Regions from separate parts of the Pan troglodytes genome. Here region 2 is linked to region 1. Evidence: chromatin contacts called from public HiChIP or PLAC-seq data. All regions are on one chromosome and are shown on one strand. Each heading gives the region's core, a stretch centred on a gene start, on an enhancer-like site or on the middle of the called end of the contact. The rest is flanking DNA. Distances are from core to core; before and after follow the strand shown.

Region 1 (4,711 bases), core at 1,852-4,351:
TTTTGCTGGAGCCTGACAGTGACTAATAAGGTCGGTCTAAGGACTGACTGATGAAAGAGAAGCTGGATTTACTTGTCACAGTGAATTTTTAAAAGTTCTTTCACCCCGAGGTTTACTGCTGAATATAAATAAAAGACCTCTCCTTGGGCAATCCCATCCCAATTTCTACAAATATGCCTTAGTTAATTAAATTAACTTTGAAATGACATTCCGTGTCTTGCTCCAAATTGCCTTTGTTTTCTCCAAGATCTGCTCATTGACAAGCTGTTTCACAAGGTTCCTGTTTAAAATGGTTATGTTTCGTCCACAGACTGCAGACGAATTGGAGACAGGTTTTATCATTATCTCTACAGCCGGCATGGAGTAGCCCTCGCGTTGTACTCATTTAACTGTGGACCAATGGTTCACAAACATACAATTAAAAAATATATATCTAGGGTGTTTACACAGTATCCCGATAAATACAATATGGTAACTTAAATCTCCTTTGCTGAAATTCACACAACTGAAGGCCAATTCCTGAGTTGGCAATGGGGTGTGGATTTTAAAAATTAGTCTTTTTTAAAAATCAGGCCTTCGCTTTCGCAATTCAAGTGGCTCTCGGCTTAAACACATTAAGTCCCAAGCTGTGACTCCCTTCCAGTGAACAGCCGCGTAGGCGCGGGCACGCACACGTGGACACACACACTCACACGCGCCCTCCCACACCCCTTTCCGTGTGAATCGCCTGCGGGATTTAGGGCTTCTCCACCAGCGATTACTGTCAGGTGCAGAAAGCAAGCCTCTTTGTTCTGTGGGCATTTTCCTCCCCCTGGATTTGACTGTTATTTACTGGCCACGTGAGAGCCAGGCGCGGGTCCGGCGGGGGAGGCGACCCCAGAACAGGCTAGACAAAGGCTGGCCCAGAGCGCGACCCGTGCGCCCCAGGGACGTCTCCCCAGCTCCTGCGACACGCGTGAAATTGGCCCGGACCTGCCTCCTGAGAGGCTTTTTCCAGAAATGTCTTGTTAAAGCCTTTGTAAAGGAATCAGTGTTTACTTGCGCCGGGAGAGCTCCGGCCCTGGGTCCTGGCAGGCGGCGGATTTCTGAGCTGCTGGAGAGCAACCCGGGAAAGCAAAATCAGCCTTGGACTGTAGGGGCCCCTGGGGCTCCTTGCTCCTTATCGAAAGCGAGTTATTAGATAGACCCCCACAGTCCCATTCAGCAGAATGGGAAACTGGACTCAGACACCTTTTGCCCTCCCCACAGGGAGGCCACGCCGTGCGGCTTTGACCACTGATCTCCCACCCGGAGTGCCCGACGCCCAGGGTCCTGCCACCGGGCAGCCTCGGTCAGTCCACAGTTGTGGCCCCTTCCAGGGCCTGGACTAGGGTGAGCACAAGCCTTGAGCGCAACATTTAAGAAGGGCGCCGAAAAGTCAGTAATCAAAAGAAATATCTTGATGCGATGCCTCTTTAAAAGAAAAAAAAAATGCAAAAAATCCATGATGAATAAAATACTAAATTTTAAAAAGAGAAAGGATCCGTGCAGTGCCATCGTAAGCCATTTTGGAGCCCGGAGCAAAAGGAAATATCACCTTGCCCAAGCGGTGCCCCTACAGCCCATCCGAGTAGGGCCCGGGGGTCGAGGCATTCGGGGCGCAGTGGGGGACGAGGCCAGTCGAAGGTCTCAGAAGTGGAGGCTCCGCCGAGCTCCGGTCGGGGAGTGCAGGGATGGCCCCCGGGACCGGAGGTGAGAGCTCGGGAAAGCCGCTCCGCCCGGAACAAAGGCATGGTGAGAGGGTGAGCTTGGGCGGGAGAGACCCGGCGGGTACCCGTGCCCTCGCTGCCTGGGTCGGGCTTCCACGCGCGCCCCGTAATGGAATACGCTACTCTGCAGCCTCCGAAACTGCGAGCGAGTCCTGTAACTCCCTTGCTCTGTGATTAATTCTCACTAACAAGACTTGGCAAGATGTCGGGCGAATGATTTTTGGCTTCTGCACGGTCCCCACCGCGTGCGTGCACAAACCCCCAGCCAAAAGCTGCCTCTGGGAAATTAAATGCAAAAGAGAAATGGGGATGGGGAGGGCTGCTACGTGACCAGGAAAAAGGGATGCCCAGAAACATGAATCGGACCCAGAGCTGCTGAAGTCCTTTCAAAAGGTCATTCTTTGCGGGTACATTTTCCAAGGTCCAGCTCCGCAACAAATGTGGACCCTGTCATTTCCTAAAAGGATAATTCACAACTATGCAAGATAGGGTGAAGACGTTTCCCAAACCCGAAAACCTTGTTTTTCCCCCGACCAGGGTTAAATAAACATCTTTTAGGAAGCGTGGACAGGAGCGCAGCCTGCTCTCCTCCCTCGGAACACCATTCCGGCAATTAATGCCTCCCTTTGGGTAGTAAAGCAACAAACCCCACACCTCACTCCGATCCTGGGCTTCGGGCGGGAGGACTTTCTCTTTCATCTTCCAAGCAGGGGGTTGCCCACGTTCTTGGGGAAGCTATAAAACTGATTTAATGGCTTTAGATGAAAATCGATCACGCTAATGCATGCGCTAACGTCTCAGGAATCGCATATTCAGAAAGGACTGGCCGGGCCGAAAGCGCACGGGGAGTCTGGGGCTAGGAGGTGTCAGGCCCCGCTGGGTGGGCAGCGGCGCTCCGGTCCCCTCTCCACTTGGGTAACCGGGAAAAACCTACGGGGCTGTCACGCGGGGAAGCGCGAAGGTGCCAAGGGATGAAAGCTCAAACCCGAGCCCTGGCCTCCTCAGCCGGCTATTTCCTTTGGCGCCGCCCGCCTAGCGGCGGGGTGCAGCGGCGGCACAGGTGCCGGTGTCGGGCTGGAGGCGCGGCGCAGGCTGGGCCCGCGGGTAGACGGCGAAAGGCGCCGCGCGCTCCATTCACAAAGTCCGGGCGCTGCCCGCCGCTGGCGGCGGGTCGGAGGCCGCCTCCCTCTTCCTCTCGGCCTCGGTTTTATGAATGGGCCTGATGGCGAGCACCCGGCGCCCTGTTTACTCCGCTCTTTGTGACGTCGAGTTCCCGTGACCGGGAGCCAGCGGCCGCGCTCCATTCAAGCTCCGGGGAGGGGGTGGGAGGAGGGGCCCGGAGGGGGCGGGGAGTCAGCGCGGGGGGCGGGGGACGGCGCGGGGCCCGGAATGGAACGGGGCGGGGCCTGGCGGGGTAGTACCTAGCGCCCCCTCCCCCGGGAGCGCGGAGGAGCATTAATAAACCTCTAAGCCGAGGAGAAAACTCTGGCTGGGGCAGTGCGCTGAGCGCCGGAGGAGCGTAGGCAGCGGCAGCGCTGGCGCCAGTGGCGACAGGAGCCGCGCGACCGGCAAAAATACACGGGAGGCCGTCGCCGAAAAGAGTCCGCGGTCCTCTCTCGTAAACACACTCTCCTCCACCGGCGCCTCCCCCTCCGCTCTGCGCGCCGCCCGGCTGGGCGCCCGAGGCCGCTCCGACTGCTATGTGACCGCGAGGCTGCGGGAGGAAGGGGACAGGGGAGAAGAGGCTCGCCCGCGGGAGCCCTTGAGGACCAAGTTTGCGGCCACTTCTGCAGGCGTCCCTTCTTAGCTCTCGCCCGCCCCTTTCTGCAGCCTAGGCGGCCCGGGTTCTCTTCCTCGCGCGCCCAGCCGCCTCGGTTCCCGGCGACCATGGTGACGATGGAGGAGCTGCGGGAGATGGACTGCAGTGTGCTCAAAAGGCTGATGAACCGGGACGAGAACGGCGGCGGCGCGGGCGGCAGCGGCAGCCACGGCACCCTGGGGCTGCCGAGCGGCGGCAAGTGCCTGCTGCTGGACTGCAGACCGTTCCTGGCGCACAGCGCGGGCTACATCCGAGGTTCGGTCAACGTGCGCTGCAACACCATCGTGCGGCGGCGGGCTAAGGGCTCCGTGAGCCTGGAGCAGATCCTGCCCGCCGAGGAGGAGGTACGCGCCCGCTTGCGCTCCGGCCTCTACTCGGCGGTCATCGTCTACGACGAGCGCAGCCCGCGCGCCGAGAGCCTCCGCGAGGACAGCACCGTGTCGCTGGTGGTGCAGGCTCTGCGCCGCAACGCCGAGCGCACCGACATCTGCCTGCTCAAAGGTAAACGAGGGCTCCGGGCGCTAGCTGGAGTCGGGGAGATGGAGGGGGTCTTGGCGGCCTATGCCTTATTGGCACGGGAAGGAGTCCCCGGCGTGATTCGTGGTTGCGGGGATCCCCGCGCGCCCCTTTGTGTGTGTTGGTGTGTAGGGGTTTGCAAGGTTTCTGTGCAAGTGCGAGGTTCAAGTCCTCAGAGACAGTGCGGACGGGTTTCTCCGGTCACCTGCAATTCCGCACCGTCCTAGCGAGGCCCCGTTTATTGACATTAACGGTCCTAGCCTCGAGGATGAAGCGACTCCTCTGCGCGGTCCATCTTGAGTCCCGGGAACAGTTTCCAAGTACCACGGGGCGCGTGGGGACAAGATAGGCCTGTTGGTTTGGCGTGCTGGGGCCCTACACTGAGCCGGACCGGGAGAATCCCAGAGGTGGAGAAAAGGTGAAGAGGGGTGGGCGCCGAGGTACAATTGGCCTTGCCAGTTTCACTGAAAACAAGACCCTGGCAAATGCAGAAAGGGAGATTGGTTTGCACACACTGTGTAGAGCGATCTGTATCTGCGTTCCCGCTGCCCAACTCCGAGCTCAGCTTGGAAGGTGGCCAATCCCCGTCCCGGGCTAGATCCAGGCTCTGGGAGCGGGAGGCTGAAGG
Region 2 (4,245 bases), core at 1,315-3,814, 820 kb before region 1:
GTGCCACTGCACTCCAGCCTAGGCAACAGAGTGAGACTCCGTCTCAAAAAAAAAAAAAAAAAAAAAAAAGGAACCAGGCATGGTGCAAAGCTTTCACTGCACTCCAGCCTGAGCGACTCTGTCTCAAAAAAAAAAAAAAAAAAAAAGTCAATCTACTGAAACAACAGAAAATATGTAGCCCTCCTGCTGTATTGGAGAAGAAAGAAAGATTTTAGTAAGATTAGAAGAAAATCACCTGGTCTAACCCTCTCATATTATAGAAGAAAAAACTGAAATTCAGAGACTAGAAATTTCTTGGAGCAGAGTTCATTCCTGGGGCATCACTGTCCTGAAATCAGTCATCTGTCTTCTAGTTGAAAGTTTTCTGGAAACATCCTGTCACTCCAGATGTTTTTCCATGATAAATGAGCGACACTGTCCTTGAATGTATCACCATCTGTAAATGTCATTTCTCTGATACTTTTCATTTAAAGTGGGTTTTTTTGTTAAAATATGCAATTTTATTAAGCCCTGGTCAAATAAATTAGCCTCTATAAAATGTCTCTTGTTTTAGACCTTATTTCTCATTGCAATTTTCCATTTCCTCAGCTTCCTTCTCATTATGAAAAGAGCATTATCTAACACTGAATTTGTCCAGGGCAACTGAGAGTAGGAGAGACTCACAAATGCCCCCTGCCTTCAGTTTTACGCCCAAGGGAGAGATCCCAGGTAATGCTTGCGTCACAATCAGCACACTTCTCAGTGGGGCAGGCCACTAGGCCAACTAAAACGTGGTCCCGATATCTCTGCAAGGACCCCTCTGTATCTCGGAGTGGTGGGAGCAGAGAGGTGAGCCGGCAGATGGGAGGGCAAGACTTAACCTCAGATCTGTAAAAGTAACAAGTCAACAATACCTTAATCTTCACTGTAAGCTACAATCTACTGCTATCTACTGCACATAATATTTATAGTACATCTGTTCCTCTTTAGCTTATGAAAAAAGATTACAGAGTATCTACTTAAATGGAAGAAAAATCTACATTTTAATTTATGGCACCAGAAACAATGTCAGTTTTCTTTGTCAAAAATAGTCAGTAGAGGGAGCTCAACACTGCTGCTGTTCGAAATGGCTTTACTTATGCACTTGTCTCATCCCAGCCACCAACAGCCACCAACAGCCCCCAGCAATGAAGACTACCGGAGAAGAAGCCAAACCTCCTGTCCCCACATGTTTACAAAGGAGCTTGTCCACTCCACGCCTGGCAAAAAATGTCACAGTTCTAAGCTTATACACTATTGGTGGGAATATAAATTAGTTCATCTATTGAAAATAGTATGGTGATTTCTCAAAGGACTAAAGACAAGTACCATTGGACCCAGCAATCCATATAGAGCTACCAATCCAAATGGAACTACCATTCGACCCAGGATCTACTCAAAGGAAACCAGTGTATTAAAAAGACAACTGCACTCCTATGACTATCACTGTACTATTCACAATACCAAAGTATGGAATCAACCTAAGAGTTCATCAACGGACGATTGGATAAAGGAAATGTGGTGTATCTATACGATGGACTACTACAGAGCCATAAAAAAGAAAGGAATCATGTCTTTTGCAACAACATGGATGGAACTGGAGGCCATTACCTTACGCGATAACTCAGAAATAAAATCAAATGCACATGTTCTCACTTTTAAGTGGGAGCTAAAATGAGTACACATAAACATAAAGAGGGAAATAACAGACACTGGGGACTCTAAAAGCAGCGAGGGTAGGAGGGGTTTGAGGGCTGAAAAATTACCCATCTGATACAATGTTCACTATTTGGGTGGTAAGTACACTAGAAGCCAACTTCACCATTACGCAATATATCTATGCAACAAATCTGCGCATGTACTCCTTGCATCTATATAATGTGTGTGTGTGTGTGTGTCACATTTCAAGTCCAGGCGCGGCCCCCCTTTTGACAGCGACCGTAAATCCCTTTACACACCCCACCCTCCAGAGACAGGAAGGGCCTGGGGTGCGGCCAGCACTGGCGTGGGGGTCTCGCAACATGCAGCAGAGAATTCAGCGCCAAGCCGTGGGGTACAGCGGCGCCAAGCACCGCCGATTATGCGGGAGAAGGGAGCCGGCCTCCCCCAGGAAAAAGCTGACGTCACCCTCCCCTCACAGCCCCCCCCACCCCGCCCTCCCGGCCGGGAGACCCCCTCTGCGCAGGCGCATGTGGGGAGGGACCGCCAGACAGGAACAAAAACCTTTCAGGCAGCGACTCCGCGTCCCTTCGCAACCCTCCCCGCCCCCACTCCGTCGCCCCCTCCCTCAGTGGACGCCAGGTCTGGGCTTGAGGTACCTTCAGCCCGAAGGCCCAGGATGAAACACCTTCTGAGTCGCCACCATTGGCGACCAGGAACAGGTTCCACCCCTACGGAAAGCTGAGAAAAGGCTTTTCTCAAGCAGCAGACCCACCTCTTTTGAGTCTTCTCCGCCATGGTACGGCCCCAATTGGAGCGGAGATCGACACCACCGCCTGGGTAGAGCGATAATTACACATGCGATTGGAGAGCCTGGCAGGGTTGGGGGAGGGGCGGAGCCGGGGTGGGGCGGGGATCCGGAAGCTTGCGGCTCTTGTTTGCGTCGCGTCTGGGCGCACAGGACTGTACTTGGCAGCGGTGCGAGGCCGCCCGCGGACTTTAGCCCTGCACAGAGATGGGTAGACCCTAATTTGGAACAGCCATTGACTGGGCACAGGCCAGCACTTTGGGAGGCCGAGAGGCCGAGGCAGGAGGATCGCTCGAGGCCAGGAGTGCCAGACTGCGAGACTAGCCTGGGTAACAAACACAGTGAGACCCTCTCTTCAAAAAAAAAAAAAAAAAAAGCCTGTCACGGTGGCCTGCGCCTGTACCCCAGCTACTCGAGAGGATCGCCTGAGCCCAGTGAAGCTGCAGCGAGCTGTGAGGATGCCACTGCACTCCGGCCTGGGCTAAAAAGCTAGATCGTGTCTCTGATAAAAGAATAAAAGCTGTTTATTGCAATCCAGTCCGCGTCGTTATGCCCTCATTTTACCCACTCGCGTAGGCGTAATTACACTCTAAAGGTATTCCTCTGACCTCGCCGATGCTCCTTTTCAGCCTCTGTCTTTCTCTACTCATTAGGGCTCCTTCTGGCCCTTTTCTTGCTCTATATGAGCGCATCCTTCCTATAGGTTAAGTGTCCTCTACCTGCTTGCTCTCTAATTAATGTCTCTGGTTCTGCCCTCTGTGCCGATCTTCACACCTGACATTCGGTTGACTAATTGACATCTCCGCTCAGAGTCGTATCGAACCTAAAACTTACAGAACATGACTTTCGATTAACACTGCCGTCCTCCCTCCAACCTGCTGCTTTTTTGATCCACACCATTTGCCTAGTTGCTCAAGCCAGACACTCAAGAGTCACCCTGGCACTCCTCACCCCTACATCTATAATAGATCTGCAAGTTCTGCTTGTCCTACCTCGGGTCTCATGCTTACACTTTTGTCTACCCGACCATCTCTCTACTCTCAGCCGATGTGTCTCTCCCAGTTGTTCACTCATTCTGTACTTGGCCTCTGAAATCACACCCCCTCATCTCCCACCCCCAACCCTGATCCAAGTAGTTCTCTTGTAGTCAAAATCATCCTTTAAAAGACAAATTGAGGCCAGGCGCGTGGCTCAAACCGGTAATCCCAGCACTTTGGGGGGCCGAGATGGGAGGATCACTTGAGGCCAGGAGTTGGAGACTAGCCTGGTCAACACAGCAAGATCCCGGCTCTATATTTTTTTTCTATAATGTATTTTTTTAAATGGAAAAAAATTAAAAATAAGAGCCAAAGTCAGTTATTTTATTTCCCCTTCCTCTTGAAATCCAAACTGCTTTCCATAACCTATCTCTGAGCTACATCCAGCCCCTGCCTACTTCACTCTTCCTCTTTCTATGTGTTCAATCACACCCTCATTCTCCAAAAAAGCAAAGCTGACTCTCCACCCCCAACCGCCTCCACTTGCCCCCACCCTAACACCTTCTGACCCTTTATGTCTCGGATGTCACATACTCAGTTTCCAACCAGAGAAACAGAACTAGTAGTAGATGGATATTAAAAGGCTTATTGTAAGGAATTGGCTTACATGATTGTGGAGCCCCAGCTAAGCAAGTCCAAAATCTGTACACTAAGCTGGAATTCTCATGCAAGGGGTGAGGCTATTGTTCACAGGAGGAATTTCTTCAGGGAAGCCCATCTCTG

What was found. HiChIP or PLAC-seq counts read pairs in DNA pulled down with a chosen protein or histone mark.
Region 2: a contact with region 1 is called in an H3K4me3 HiChIP or PLAC-seq map of stem cell-derived excitatory neurons, with 3 times the contacts expected there. The contact joins the promoter of DCTN6 here to the promoter of DUSP4 in region 1. A contact is called at or near these places in 1 of 7 Hi-C or Micro-C datasets (stem cell-derived neural progenitor cells) and 1 of 1 datasets of contacts at active chromatin or transcription factors (stem cell-derived excitatory neurons).

Annotation. Positions count from the first base shown.
Region 1 is chr7:37,712,743-37,717,453 of NHGRI_mPanTro3-v2.0_pri, reverse strand. It overlaps DUSP4 (dual specificity phosphatase 4), which reads left to right and starts at 3,101. Exons shown (of 4, transcript XM_520046.9): 1 at 3,101-4,068. The coding sequence starts at 3,636.
Region 2 is chr7:38,528,986-38,533,230 of NHGRI_mPanTro3-v2.0_pri, reverse strand. It overlaps DCTN6 (dynactin subunit 6), which reads right to left and starts at 2,564. Exons shown (of 7, transcript XM_016959300.4): 1 at 2,453-2,564. The coding sequence starts at 2,475.